Linked DNA regions of Mus musculus: region 1 is linked to region 2. Evidence: chromatin contacts called from public capture Hi-C data. All regions are on one chromosome and are shown on one strand. The core of a region is the stretch at or near the end of the contact, and the rest is flanking DNA. Distances in the headings are between cores, read along the strand shown. Region 1 holds the start of Chrnb2 (cholinergic receptor, nicotinic, beta polypeptide 2 (neuronal)). Region 2 holds the start of Pklr (pyruvate kinase liver and red blood cell).

Region 1 (3,152 bases), core at 321-2,820, 630 kb after region 2:
AAAACAGGGCAGCTGCTGAAAAGGTGCCCCAACCCAAGTCCTCAGGCCTGCCACCACCCTGGTCTCTTCCACCCTGGAAGCACCTAAGGAAACTTGTGTATTAAACCTTTCTGACTGGGCTGACTATTGTAACTAGAATTTTCAAGACCCACACTTACCACACTGATGAGCTGTGCCAATGATACCATGAGCTGTACAGTCACCAGCTCAGAGCCATTAGTAGCTGGACGGATCAGCTTGTTATAGCGGGAAGGATCCAAGAGATGCTCCACCAGCCGCTCCTCTGTGTCAGTACCCAAAACCCCTGGGCAAGGGAAGGCAGGAAGTGAGTAAACAGAAGGGCTCAGAAAGGCCCACATGCTCAGGGAGTCTGGAAGTCATAGCCTCTTACAGTCCTGTGCTTTAAGGATACTGCAAATTTTTCAATTATGTCACAGAACCACAGAGTTGGCCGATTGTCTTTCATAGATAAGTCTCTCCCTGAGACCACACCACGAGTCCAAACGCTCCAAAGAGACACCATTCTGCAAGGACTAATGGGGATTTGTTTCCCCCAAAAGGCATCAGAGAGACAAGGCTTGAAGTCCTGCCTGCCTCCGTGAGTTGAAACAGAATATTGGGACCTGCCTGACCTGTGGGTGCAGGCTCCTAGCCTTTTGTGTTGTCATTCTTTTGTGCATTGCCTTGTTCTGGCCCCTCTCCCCATCCCTACTCTTCTGTGCCTCTGCACAAAGCCCCCTCTTCTGGACACCCCACAGAGTTCCTCAGTCTGGCATTTTCTACTCTTCTAAGTTTTCTGTCCATCCTAAAAGAGGTGGGGGAACTCACCCCTCTCCCCTTCCTGCCTTGTCCCTCTCTGTGGGGTGACCCAAATCAGAATCCTGATGAAGGGAGTGGGAAACGATGGGGAGCCAGGACTCAGAGGAAGGTTGACACCTCTAACAACCAGGTCATAAAAAGTCAGGCGTTATCTCAACCCTCTTGCCATCTCAGAAGCCTCTTCTTTCCTCTTTGTGCTCATTTGCTTTGTGCTCTCTGCAATGGTCAGGTTTCCACCTCTCCCAGGTTTCTCGCCTGCGCCTGCGCCTGGGTCTTCCTTCCAGATCAGTTTTCCAGTGTCTCCCTGCAGAACGACCCTGGCTGGAGTCTCTCCCCATCCCCCAGCAGGCTCCTCCTCCGCTAGAGAATCCCTCGTTTCGCCTTTTGTCCTAGCAGGGGTGGCAGAGCTTGGTGCCCTAAGCCACTAGCTGAGGCAGTGGAACCTGGCCGGCCAATTCTTACCTGAACACAGCCAAAGGAGGCCAAAGCTGAACAGCAGCGCCATAGAGTTGGAGCACCGGGCCATGCCGCCTGCATAGCGCGGAGCCTCGCTGACACAAGGGCTGCGGACGGAGCGCTGTCCGTGGTGCTGAAGCCGCGCAGCCGCCTTCACCCGGGTGGGGCTCGCGGCCTCCAGGGCTGAAGTGCCCACTGCGCGGCAGTTCCTGGAACGAGGGGGAGGTCCCGGCTTCTTGCCGGTCCCGGCTGCTCTTCTAGGGAACACAAGTGGAACTACTAGGGGAGGAGTCTCCGCCCCGGAGGCGGAAGCGCGGGATCCCAGGGAAAAAAAGGTGGTCCCTGTGAGGGGACCTTTGACTGGGCCTGCCGAGGTGGGGTGTGCTTGAGGCGAAAGCGACCCCACTGCTCAGAGTTCAAATGCTCCGAAGTTGGGGCATGACGTGGAGAGGTTTGAGCAAGACTGGGAGGGTTGAGAGTGGGAGGGAGACAAGTAGGTCAAGGCTCTCTGGACATGGGGTAGGTTGGGGGCGTTTCTGTTTTCCTCTATGTTCTTACCCAAACTGATGATTCTAGTTTTCTGGAAAGCTAAGAGTATAGCGGAGAATATGCACATTAGGACCTTGGACCTACTTCTTTAGTAGGCAGCAGGGTGCTGTCTAGTTTTGAAAAGCAAATTTCTCCGGAGTTCTGGAAGAGAGTCTTTTCACCTGCCCCCTTCTCTGCTTCCATAAGCTCAGACAAGGCCAAGATCTTGCCATTCTCCTGGGGAATCTAAGCTAGATAGGTCTAGACCTCCTGAAAAGAAGGTGGCCTTGAAAGTTCTGAGATCTGCATAAGCAACCAATATCAATGGTTCCTTCCACGCTGTGTTCTGGGGAGATCAGGGGACCATTTCACAGAAAGAATGAAGCTAACACAAAGAGAGCAAAGATGAGAGAGGTGTCAAAACTCAATGACATCTTTGATCTTGAAAGCCCTGAACTTTTAGCTACTGAGCCCATAAAGGACCTCTTTTTTTTTCTTAGTGGATCAGTGGTCACTTTCAACCAAAAAGATTTCTGTCTGAAGCAGACTTAGCAGACAAAAGGCTTCGCTTCATCTCGTCAATGCCTGTCTCAGCTCCACATTCTAGCTATTGACGACGTCTTTAAGATCCTTGACTATTTAACCCCTCCTAGCCCTCGGTCTTTTAAACATGTAGTTCCCTCCAGCTCTTTTATCACCCCAGTGCCCCTACCTACCTTTTACTTAAACTTGAGTGTTTTCAGGAATTCCAGTTCCTCAGGGAATCTGTGACTGACAAAAGATTGAGTTAGGTACCTTGCCAGACTCTTCTAGAATGAAACACTTCTATAGCAACCACTGCCTTTACAGTCAGAGTATGAACTAGCATAGGGCCTGGCTTGAGATGGGGGCTTAACAGGAGAATTGTAATGCACGATAGACATATCTTAATATGTATAAGTTCAGGCAGAAACAACTTATTTAACAAATGCCCAGTGCCATCACTATCCAGGGGATAGTGATACAGCTTGGTGACAGAATGCTTGCCTAGCATGTGCAAAGCCTTAAATACAATCACCAGCATGGAAGAAAAAGGGCTTGGGGAAGAGCCTGAGAGGAAAAGGCAGCAAAGCACAGGAGAGGAAGCAAGCTGACAGGGAGAAGAACAACCACAGTGCATGTGAAGGTGGACTGAAATCTATGCCATAGGTCCAGGGCAGGGTATGTGTGTGTACAATAACTAATTCAGAAAGAGATCTGAACACCAAGAAGTGAAGCCTAGCAAGAAGGCAAAGGGTGTGTGCAGTCACATCACAGTGAAGCCTAGCAAGAAGGCAAAGGGTGTGTGCAGTCACATCACAGTGAAGCCT
Region 2 (3,059 bases), core at 169-2,668:
CAGGAAACTCTTTCCTCTGCTGCCCCTGCTGCCCCTGCTGCCCCTGCAGCCCCTGCTGGTGCCTTCTCATCCTTAATAGCTTAAGCATAATCACATTAAAGAAAGCCTCATCTTATTTAAGAGGTGCCTAAGATACACCACTGTCCCACCCGGCCACCCTGCCCAGTCCTATGATCCATGCCTGACACCCCTTACCCAGTTTAAAGTATTTATTTATTTGCTAGTAGTCTGTCATTTCCCCACACACACTATATTAAAACCCATGGAGGGCGAAGGTTCCATCTTTCTATCTGCTTGACTCCCACTGTATCCTCCAGGGTTGTCACTGGCCATTGTCATTGTCATAGTGTCATGGAAGCCTTCCTAGAGAATCCCACTGTTCTAGCAACTTTGCTGAACTTGTAAAGTCACCCAAGAATGGGGTCAAGAGAATCCCCAGTCTAGGGTCATCTGGGATATGGAAAAAAAGTAAGTGCCAGGTGGCCCGTCTGTTGGTTGGGGTAGTTATAGGGAATTTTGACAGCAGGACTGCAGCTTATGCTCATGGTGGTCAGCAAGGCAAGGTCACTCTCCCTGGTGCCTTGGTAAAAAGTGAGTTGGGTGCGATGTCCCCACGATGGCTGAAGAACTCCCCTGTGCTCAGGCTTCCTGTGTTTACTAATATGGTTCGTCAACATCAATCTAAACAAGTTTATCAATTAGTGCCTAGAACTGTTTATAGTTTCATCTTTGGATTCACAGAGGAACAGATGCGAGAAACTGAGATACCCTCTAACGTCTATCAAAGGGTTCCCCTCTGCCAGGTGGTGGTGGCGCACGCCTTTAATCCCAGCACTTGGGAGGCAGAGGCAAGCAGATTTCTGCGTTCGAGGCCAGCCTGGTCTACACAGAGAAACCCTGTCTAGAAGAGAAAAGGAAAGGAAAGGAAAGGGAAGGGAAGGGAAGGGAAGGGAAGGGAAGGGAAGGGAAGGGAAGGGAAGGGAAGGGAAGGGAAGGGAAGAGAAGAGAAGAGAAGAGAAGAGAAGAGAAGAGAAGAGAAGAGAAGAGAAGAGAAGAGAAGAGAAGAGAAGAGAAGAGAAAAAAAAGTTCCTCCCTCTTTTCCACAATCTAGTCCCCACATTCAAGCTCTTGCTCTGAGAATATACCTAAGATTCTTGTCAATAAAATACAAAGAGAAAAGGATTGTATCACTGGCGATGAACTAGTCTCTATTGAAGCTGATGGACTGACAGTATGAATGGACTAAAAATTGACCAGGAAAAACGGATGACCTAGGGGAAGGGAAGATGTGGGGACTGACAACCGACAGCCCTCCAGAAGGGACTCTGTGTGGGGATGGGGCTGCCTACTGGGTGTGCCTCTTTTCTATTCTCTGGCTCCTGCAGATAAGACCAGCAGTTAGGGTACACTCTCCTCCCAGTCTGTGGTTCTTGCAGCCCCAGTCCCACACTTTGGAAGCATGTCTGTCCAAGAGAACGAGCTACCCCAGCAGCTCTGGCCCTGGATCTTTAAGTCCCAAAAAGACTTAGCAAAGTCTGCTTTAAGTGGGGCTCCAGGAGGTAAGAAGAGGAAGGGAAGCCACTGAACAGAGAGGAGAATTAGGGTAGAATCAGTGTTGGGGGTGGAGGCCTTGGGGGAAGGATGCCCACTACAGCCTCTGTTAAATTTGATTTGAGCCTTTGATCCAGGCTCTGCAGACAGGCCAAAGGGGATCCGGCAGCATGGACGCCACGGGGCACTCCCGTGGTTCCTGGACTCTGGCCCCCAGTGTACAAGGCTTCCATTGGCAAGAGAGATGCTAGCTGGTTATACTTTAACCAGGACTGATCTCGTCTGTGCCAGGCCCCATCCCACTGACAAAGGCAGAGTATAAAGCAGACCCACAGACACAGCAGGTACGCAGCAGTATGGAAGGTGCTCTACTGAGCCGGGCTGGGTCAAGCTACGGGGGTTTCCCCCACAAGGGGGCAGGCAGGGGATAGAGCCGCACTGTATAGATGGAGGGAACTTGGAGGGGAGGGAAGTGGGGAAGCCAGAGAGTTGCCTGGAGCTAGAAGGAAGTAAACAAGGAAAAGTAACAGAGAGATTCCAGGCCTAGAGAATGAGATGCCTTGAGACTTGAGGGAGGCTTCTGGGGGTGCTGAGGCTGAGTGGTCTGCTGGGGGGCGGGGTGGGGGAGGGTCTCGGTAACTGGGTCCGTAAGGACTCAGCTTTGAGCTAGACCTAGATTTGAATCATCTTCCTTGGAAGATGCCCTTTTCTTAGACAGTGCATTTTCTCTCTCCGTCTTTTTCCTTCCTTGTAAAGTTGGGAAAGAGCACATCTAACAGCCTGCTCCATAGAACCCTGGAGACTAAACAAAGTAATGTGTGACACTCAGATTGAAGGAAGGCCTCCTCACACAGACCGGAGGGCTGAATAGACACAGGGTGCACTGGCAGGAAGCACATGGGGGATAGGCGATTGTCTGTGCAGGATCCTGAGTCCCCATCTACCGCAGGGCCAGCAGGATACCTGAGACGTGCCAGTGTGGCCCAGCTGACCCAGGAGCTGGGCACTGCCTTCTTCCAGCAGCAGCAACTGCCCGCAGCTATGGCGGACACCTTCCTGGAACACCTCTGCCTTCTGGATATCGACTCAGAGCCTGTGGCCGCTAGGAGCACCAGCATCATTGCCACCATCGGTAAGACCACCCAACCCTGGGCCGCCACACTGGGCCGCCTGCATGACTCTGGTGTCTCCTTACTGTGCTATCTTTGCCATGGTCATTCATTCAACAAATATTTGTGAGATTTGCAGGTGTTGTTGTTGTTGCGGGTGTTGTTGTATTTGCTTCTTTTTCTTTTTCTTTTTTTTTTCTGAGACAGAATCTTCTTATGTTGTAGCTCTGGCTGTTGGGCAGGCAGGTCTCAAACTCAGAAATCCACCTACCTTTGCCTCCTGAGAGCTGGGCCGGGTTAAAGGTATGTGCCACCTTGCTCCACTTGAGGCTGGGTCTTTAAGACAGGGTCTCGGGTAGCCTTGGATAGTTTCAAGCTTATTATGTAGCCCATATTATA

What was found. Capture Hi-C pulls out chosen DNA fragments and counts their contacts.
Region 1: a contact with region 2 is called in a capture Hi-C map of macrophages, with 3 times the contacts expected there. The contact joins the promoter of Chrnb2 here to the promoter of Pklr in region 2. A contact is called at or near these places in 7 of 39 promoter capture datasets (the C10 cell line, embryonic stem cells, hippocampal neurons and 4 more), 2 of 115 datasets of contacts at active chromatin or transcription factors (bone marrow-derived macrophages and large pre-B cells) and 2 of 9 other capture datasets (liver and macrophages).

The regions. Positions count from the first base shown.
Region 1 is chr3:89,763,062-89,766,213 of GRCm38.p6, forward strand. It overlaps Chrnb2 (cholinergic receptor, nicotinic, beta polypeptide 2 (neuronal)), which reads right to left and starts at 1,571. Exons shown (of 6, transcript NM_009602.4): 1 at 1,282-1,571; 2 at 159-304. The coding sequence starts at 1,345.
Region 2 is chr3:89,134,724-89,137,782 of GRCm38.p6, forward strand. Pklr (pyruvate kinase liver and red blood cell) reads left to right here and starts at 1,419. Exons shown (of 11, transcript NM_013631.2): 1 at 1,419-1,559; 2 at 2,501-2,683. The coding sequence starts at 1,460.